Linked DNA regions of Xenopus tropicalis: region 1 is linked to region 2. Evidence: chromatin contacts called from public Hi-C data. All regions are on one chromosome and are shown on one strand. Each heading gives the region's core, a stretch centred on a gene start, on an enhancer-like site or on the middle of the called end of the contact. The rest is flanking DNA. Distances are from core to core; before and after follow the strand shown.

Region 1 (4,243 bases), core at 1,478-3,977, 97 kb after region 2:
GTGCTTTAAAAGTTATTTGTAAATGTTATTGCTATAGAAAGCAGCATTTGCTGAACTCCTGGTTGTTACTTTTTAAACAATGTTCCAAGTGCCAGGCTCCTCTAGCAAGTCAGGTCTGTCAATCTGCTGCCTTGTGTTACACTGTTTCAAAAGCCAGAGCCACCAGGGCAGAGAATAGAAAGGGCAGACAGACACTGCTTTTAATAGCAATTATATATAAAAATAACTAAAGAACCATTACAAATTTGTAATGAATGTATATTGCAAAGTTGCTTAGAATTAATTTTCTTTTATTAGGCAAAAAAAATATTTTTGGGGTTGACATGTCCTTTAAAGGAACATTTCAGTGTTAAAATGAAACTGGGTAAAATAGATAGACTGCAAAAAATAAAAAATGTTTTCAATATAGTTAGTTATGCAAAAATGTAATGTATAAAGGCTGGAGTGAGCATATGTCTAATATATTGGACAGAAGTTTACTTCCTGCTTTCAGCTGTTAGCAGTCAGTAACCAATCAGTCACTTGAGAGGGCGGCATATGGGACATAACTGTTCAGTTAGTTTGCATTTGAATCTGACCTGTGTGCTCACAAACTAACTGAACATTTATGTCCCATGTGCCCCCCCTAAGTCACTGACTAAGAGGATAGAGAGCTGAAAGTAGAGTTCTGGCCACTATATTAGACATCTGCCCGCTCCAGCCTTTATAGATTACATTTTTGCCTAACAATTTTTTATTTTGCCCAGTCTGTCTATTTTACCCAGTTTAATTTTTACACTAAACTGTTCCTTTAAAGGCGAAAGTTTAAACATAAAACTCTAATGACAAGACAAAACATCTGGTCAGCCTCCCATTATACAGCAATGGCAACTGTCTGTACTTGCACAGTGCAATTGACAATTCCATGTTTTGGCCCCATTATTAGCTCCACTGGCAGGTGACAAAACATATGAAATAACTTCCTCTTCATTATTATGGCAAATGCCTGGCAAATGGGCAATCGCTGGTCAGTGCTCTTGGGTGACAATCACCTGAACACAAAGCAATTACGATTTCCTCCGGAGAGAATCCTCCCCCAGTCTTTTTAAAACTAAGGTTAAAGACTACCTTTTGGAGCACTCTCCCAGCACCTAATCTGGGAACTGGCACTCATATTGTAGTGTCACCCACTGTGACCTACAGCACTTATATTTGCCTATTTGTGTCTGTTAGTTACCCTCCCATATAGATTGTAAGCTCTACAGGGCAGGGACCTCCTTCCTCTTGTGTCCTCAACTCTTAACTTATTGCTGCTGTATTCATCTGTATTTATTATTATACTTTGTATTTATCTATTATCTTATTAACACCCTGTTTGTATTAATGTATTCTACTGTACAGCGCTGCGTACATAAGTAGCGCTTTATAAATAAAGATATACATACATAAAGATATACATACATTAAAAATGTTGATTTGCCTGCACTACATTAATAGTTAATAATGTGATTTACCCTTTTATCATAGTGCTCCGTTGATCAAATACTCTCTCTGTTCTGATACTTTGAATTCTACAGCATTACCATAAAGGTGGCCATACACGGGCCGACTATAGCTGCCGATATCGGTCCCTTGGACCGATTCGGCAGCTAATCGGCCCGTGTATGGGGAGAGCAGAGCGGCCTGGCCGACCGATATCTGGCCTGAAATTGGCCAGATCTCGATCGGCCAGGTTAGAAAATCTGGTCGGATCGGGGACCGCATCGGCTCGTTGATGCGGTCCCCGATCCGACTGCCCCATTGCCGCCCACATAATCCGATCGTCTGGCCCCAGGGCCAAACGATCGGATTATTATTTTTTTTACCTAAATGGTCCCCGATATCGCCCACCCGTAGGTGGGGATATCGGGGGAAGATCCGCTCACTTGGCGACATCGCCAAGCGAGCGGATCTGCTCGTGTATGGCCACCTTTAGCGGTGAACCAGATCAGCTGGTGACTGGCGAATCTCTGCAGAAATACGCTTTAAATATTTTGCATGGAGATTCACCTGTTGACACTTTAAATGCACAGTATGTGATGACTCTGTCCGCGCTCTTACTAAATTTATTTACAATTATTTATAGTGTTTAATTTAGGGAAAGAAGAAAAAAACTTTACCCCACCCAAACACCCAACTTTAAATGCATCAGACAATCCCCTTTTCCTTAATAATTCTCTGCCAGAGGGCAGCGGAATTCAAACCACCAGTGCCATTGGGGCTTATACCCACAAGTGGGAGATGCATTTTCACCAATTTTTGAACGCAGTGTAAAGCCATAAAAAAACTGTGCAATGAAATTGCAAATACGTTGTTTGTGTGAACACTAAATACCAGCTTTAAGGCCACAATGGGTTCTAAAAGTGGAAGAAATGAAGCCATTTCCCAGTCATTTTCTGTTGAATAGGAACCCTTTACTTTCTTGCTCCGCAGATGGTCACTGATTATACGAGATAGAAAGACAAGTAATTTCACGTGTGGGAATGCTACATGTAATATTGTAAACAAGTGTGTTGGGATACCTGCGTTTAACAGACGGATGTTGCGCTGATAAATATGTTGTATTCAACTCAATATCAAATACCAAATCCACCCCACACCGGTCAGAGCAGATGCTTCGGTGTAAGATCAGCGCGTTTGGTCCTCTCCAAATCAACTTGGTCGCGCCGCTTTGGCGTTCTCCGGTCACTAGGCAACGGCCTTGCGTACTGCGTAGCTGCTCTTTTCTAATTGCCTCAGGTGACGTCCTCCCACGTGACGCGAGGCGTCATCATCACGTGGTATGGATATTTCAACTTCGAGCGAGAGTTGGGCTCTTTGCCATGTAGATTCAATTGCAGCTCGCTGCTTTCTGTAAGCGCTGCGATCCCACATGCAGTGAACTACAGAGCAAAGCAGTTAAATATCTGCAGGTCTCAGTTTTCTCAAATGTGTTGCTCTAAATATTTTTGTGGTGACTTGTTGTTTGATGAGTTGTTTTGAGGTAGGGCCACAGTTCAATGTTATGATTCTGTGTGAGCACCATTTTGAGGGTAGATTGGGTAAGGGCTTGTGGGCTCCCTGGGTGTGTCTATGGCCTTTTGGCGGAGTTGGGGTGCATGACTGATGGGTGGGTTAGGGTAGTGTGCACTGCACTGTATATGTCTATGGGTGGAGGGAGTAAGGGCAGTCTGTGTGGAACCCATACACCTTTATGATCACAAAGTAATTTAGGTTAGATTTTAGGGCCCTGTGTGTGTTTGTGGAGGTCCTGTATGTGATGACCCTATATGACTGCAGTGGGGCAGCTGTTGCACAGTGTGTAGGGCAGGGGTTGGGAACCTTTTTGGCTGAGAGAGCCATAAACACCACATATTTTAAAATGTAATTCCGTGAGAGCCATACAATATGTTTGGCCGCGGATGCTGGGGCAAGGTAGGGTGGGTCCCAAGGATGCCGGATGCGATGCGAAGGAGGGCGTGGCCTGCACTCGGTGGATAGAAGACGTGTTCTAAGGCTTAGAACACGTCTTCTATCCACCAAGCGCAGGCCACGCCCCCCGTTATTTTTTTTATTAAAGATTTGGAAGCGAGCCAGATGCAGCCATCAAAAGAGCCACATCTGGCTCCCGAGCCATAGGTTCCCTACCCCTGGTGTAGGGCCTCCAGGTATGTGTATCACATTGTGGTGGGTTGGAGCAGAATTCTGGGTCTCTGGGGGTGGCAGTATGTAGGGCCCTGAGTAATGAATGTAGCAGAGAAGACAATACTACGATGGGGGGCAGATTTATCAAAACGTGAGTTTAGAGCTTGGTACATAAAAACTCACCCGTGTTCTATTCATTCCTATGGGATTTTGAGAAGTGTATTTATTAAATGGTGAACTCTAACTTTCACTGATAAATACACTTCTAAAAATCACATAGGAATGAATAGAACATGGGTGAGTTTTTATGTATTAAGCTCTAAACTCGCATTTTGATAAATCTGCCCCTAGGTGTCTGCATACATGTCACATAGATGTGCATAGAGGTTTGGCCTGTCGGAAATATATGCACATGTTTCAGTGCGTTATGGGTCAGTACAGTGAAGGCATTATGTACAGAATCTGGGGTTAACCAATCGGAACAGCCAAGTGCAAATGTAGCACAGAACCATAACATACCTTTAAAATGTTAGTTATAACTCCCCTTGGCTAAGTAAGTGTATGAGTGTGGCAGTGTATTGCTGCAAAATTTCCTGGGACA
Region 2 (4,409 bases), core at 65-2,564:
GTTAGGAGAGAACAGCACCAGTCCAGGGTACCTGCAGCGCTTCCTCCTTCCATCTTCGCTCGTGCACGCATGCGCAGTAGAGTGAAAAGCCGAACTTAAACTATAAAGTCGCATGTGCCGGTCCCAGGAATTTGCCGGCAGAACAAAGCAGGAAGGAGGAAGCGCTCGCTACAGCTACCCTGGGCTGGTGCTGTTTTCTCCTAACAGGGGCACCAGCCCGGGGTACAAGGTAGGCGATTTAAGTCACTTGGGGGTGCCTAACATTTTGGTACCCTCAAGTGACTTAGCCTTTCCTTGTCCTTTAAAGGAAAATTCATATATTCTGTACTATTGCCCTGTACCAGTAAGGGTGAAGATTTAGCAGAGGCAATTTTCAGTATTGCCTATGGCAGGCTATTTTCTTGCATTTAGTAGCCATGAAAAAGTAGCTGCTACTAGTTGCTCTGTGTCTCTGAACTCTTGCCGTTACAGGGCAATAGTACATAAAATATGAATTTTCCTTTAAAGAAGGAACAATAGTACTCTTGGAAAAAGATAGTTGTGTTTGCGTTAAGAAGCTATGCCAGTAGTTATTAAAACTGTAAATAGGAGGAAAGGGCTACAAAACAGATAACATATAAGCAGTGTACATTCCCATTGTATTCTATAGAGCTCATCTTTTATCTGCTATGTAACTTGTGCCTTTTCTCCTTTTTCCAGCTGGAATGGCTGCCTACATAGAAGCTTTGTTCATATAAACTATAGTCGTTTTTTTGAAGTAAACACACAACTTTTTATTGATTTTTTGGTGTTACTTTCCTTTAATGCAATCGAATTCAATAGCACCTTTTCAATGTGAGATTAATTTTTAAAGAGATACTGAAACCAGAAATTAAAACTTTTTTACATCTATCAAAACATTGTCTTTTCATGCTATTTATAATTTTGCCTTAAACTTATTTGCCCAATGCTTTTACATTACCTATCTGATCCCCATTGATCCTCTATGAGGGGGCTGCCATATTTGTGGCAACGGGGTACTTTGTAGTAGCCGTTAGCATTAGAAGCTATAACTTCCCACCACACATGATTTACACATCTCCAATGATTTTTAAATATAATTGCTATTGAAAGTAGTATCTGCCTGTTTGTATCTTTTGCACTCTGAGACCTGACTTGTTTCTCCTGCTTAATGTATGGTCAATAAGACCCAAGTAAGAACAAACTGACAAGCACTCCCTGGTCTCTTTTTATCAGTAGCAGCCTGGTGCCTAGGCTGGGGAACACATTCCCTTGTATTATGCAAACAAAGCAACCAGTGCAACAGAGAGCCTGGAACCTGTTGTGTTGGTTGTTTTGTTTGTGCAATATGACCCAAGTTGCATAATATGGGCTTTCTCCTGCCTGGATGCTAATCTCATGTCTACCATTGGGGGGGTTGGGGCATGTTTAGCAGTGCAAACGATTCCTAAAATTGTTTTGAACTCTACAATGTTACAATTATTTCCAGGCTTCTTGAAAGCTGCTATTTGAAAGGGTAAGGGGTCTTGGGTTTTAGAAATCCTTGCCTCTCATTGTATTTAATGTATTTGGGGCTAAAGTTCTCACTACTTCCTACTGTATTTAATGTATTTGTGGTGCCACTACCCAATGTCTCTCAACTTATTTAATATTTTTGGGTATCACTACTTTTGCCCCTTACTGTATAATGTTTTTAGAATCTGGAGTTATTGTTTATAGAAGTCAATGTAACATTATTTACAAGTGCATAATGTGTTTATAAATCTATATCTCCTTTACTGTACAAGCTATGGCAAATGGCACATGGGACAGTTTTGTGAGAGTTTTATCAGAGCACAAGTTATATGGCTGTGGCCATCTGGAATAGTTAGGAAACAGCTTTTATCTCAAATTTAAAGCTAAGAACCCACGGAGCAGTTCAGTCACCAGCAATAGATCTCTGCTATCGTGGGTGACTAAATGCTCAGAAATGGCTTTCACCGGTAAGAATAGGAGTCGCCGGTGGAAAACCCCTTGCATCGCTTTGGTATTCCAAAGTCGCACAAAGTTTCTCCTGCAGGCGACTAACCTCTTAAGTGGTTAATCGCCTGTGATAGCAGAGATCTATCGCGGCAAACAACCGCTCTGTGGGTTCACATCCTTAAAATTAAATATCAAAAAATCTGTTTGCTTTTTTTTTAAAAAATCAACTTCAGTGCAGAATTCTGCTGGAGAAGCTCTATTAACTGATGCATTTAAAAAAAACATGTTTTCCTGCAATAGTATTCCTTTAAAAAAATAAATATTAAGAATGATATTTTCTGATTTTGGCAGGTTGTTCAGGTTAGTCAGATAATGTTTGGGTTCTGCAGTTGTGAAACCATGATAAACTCCACTGCTACTTTGGCTACTTTGTGTTTAGGGTCATTGTCCAGCTGACATGGGTACTTTTGGCCAAATGTCAGAATTGTAGCAAAGCGAAACCGGTTCTTTTTTTAGTATTTCCCTTTATCATCATTCATTCTTTATTTTAGGGTGATGGCACAAAAGGGGATTAGTTGTCTGCGATAAATCTGCTCTATCATGGACATGAAATGCTTTCCAACTGGCATTAATGTAAATCGCTGGTGGGAAAACATACACACCGCCATAGGCGGAGGGTGACTTTTTTGTGTGGGGAGGCTAAAGATGGGCCACACAGAAACTGACCTACAGCTAATGTGAGACTTAGTGGATTCGCTGCTGGTGTAAAAAATGAACCTCCTAACTACCTCTTGTAGCCGGTATCGGAACAAAATGCTAAACCCCCAGTGAGGAAAGCAGTGCTATAGCATAATGGAACCACCACTATAGTTCACTGTAGGTAGGCAGAAATATCAGATTCCCAAAGTTTTTTTTTTTGACAAATATAGTTGAAAATGCATTTCTTGATATCTAAGTCCAATACGCATGTGGTGCGCATCCAGACACAAAACAGACTAGATACGGCGCCATGTGGTGATGCATGTAAATAATTGCTAGTGAGATCTTTCCTTATTATAACTAATGCAGGGGGATGTCCCCATGAAACCTTGAGTTACAGTGGCTTGCAAATGTATTCGGCCCCCTTGAACTTTTCCACATTTTGTCACATTACAGCCACAAACATGAATCAATTTTATTGGAATTCCATGTGAAAGACCAAAACAAAGTGGTGTACACGTGAGCAGTGGAACGAAAATCATACATGATTCCAAACATTTTTTACAAATAAATAACTGCAAAGTGGGGTGTGCGTAATTATTCAGCCCCCTGAGTCAATACTTTGTAGAACCACCTTTTGCTGCAATTAAAGCTGCCAATCTTTTAGGGTATGTCTCTACCAGCTTTGCACATCTAGAGACTCAAATCCTTGCCCATTCTTCTTTGCAAAACAGCTCCAGCTCAGTCAGATTAGATGGACAGCGTTTGTGAACAGCAGTTTTCAGATCTTGCCACAGATTCTCGATTGGATTTAGATCTGGACTTTGACGGGGCCATTCTAACACATGGATATGTTTTGTTTTAAACCATTGCATTGTTGCCCTGGCTTTATGTTTAGGGTCGTTGTCCTGCTGGAAAGTGAACCTCCGCCCCAGTCTCAAGTCTTTTGCAGACTCCAAGAGGTTTTCTTCCAAGACTGCCCTGTATTTGGCTCCATCCATCTTCTCATCAACTCTGACCAGCTTCCCTGTCCCTGCTGAAGAGAAGCCCCCCCAGAGCATGATGCTGCCACCACCATATTTGACAGTGGGGATGGTGTGTTCAGAGTGATGTGCAGTGTTAGTTTTCCGCCACACATAGCGTTTTGCATTTTGGCCAAAAAGTTCCATTTTGGTCTCATCTGACCAGAGCACCTTCTTCCACATGTTTGCTGTGTCCCCCACATGGCTTGTGGCAAACTGCAAACGGGACTTTTTATGGTTTTCTGTTAACAATGGCTTTCTTCTTGCCGTAAAGGCCAACTTTGTGCAGTGCACGACTAATAGTTGTCCTATGGACAGATTCCTCCACCTGAGCTGTAGATCTCTGCAGCTCGTCCAGAGTCACCATGGGCAGGGCCGCCATCAGGGGGGCACAGGGGGTACAGCTGTCCCGGGCCCGGATGATTTTAACTTTAAAAGGGGGCCCGGCCGTGCTAAAGTTTTCTTAGTAGCTCGGGCCCCCTTAAATCGATTCCGGGGCCCTGTCATTGGTGGTCAGCGGGTGATCCTATTGGTCGCGCCCCGTGAGTACATCACGTCAGTACGCACGGGGCACAACCTTATAAAAGGGCCTGGCTTCTTTCGGCACTCAGAAGCGCCGAGGTGTCATGCAGGAAGGGCCTTGCCTGAGGAGCGCGAAGCCGCCGCCGCCACCGCCGACGACCAACAAGACGCTGACCAATGTACTGGGGGAAGGGGGGCACAGCT

What was found. Hi-C and Micro-C count contacts between places; a contact is called where the count stands out from the background.
Region 1: a Hi-C map of neurula embryo shows a contact between it and region 2, with 4 times the contacts expected there. The contact joins the promoter of rsph14 here to the enhancer-like site in region 2. A contact is called at or near these places in 5 of 5 Hi-C or Micro-C datasets (brain, gastrula embryo, liver and 2 more).

Annotation. Positions count from the first base shown.
Region 1 is chr1:152,421,578-152,425,820 of UCB_Xtro_10.0, forward strand. It overlaps rsph14 (radial spoke head 14 homolog), which reads right to left and starts at 2,728. Exons shown (of 7, transcript XM_002931916.5): 1 at 2,541-2,728.
Region 2 is chr1:152,326,112-152,330,520 of UCB_Xtro_10.0, forward strand. The region is part of intron 4 of rsph14 (radial spoke head 14 homolog); the gene reads right to left. Among named protein-coding and RNA genes, the nearest start is that of slc5a1.1, 26 kb to the left of the region's middle. Within about 2 kb of position 1,315, at least 2 of the 11 cell types and tissues checked have an H3K27ac peak or open chromatin away from gene starts, as enhancers often do. A contact at or near this core is called in neurula embryo, where this site is marked.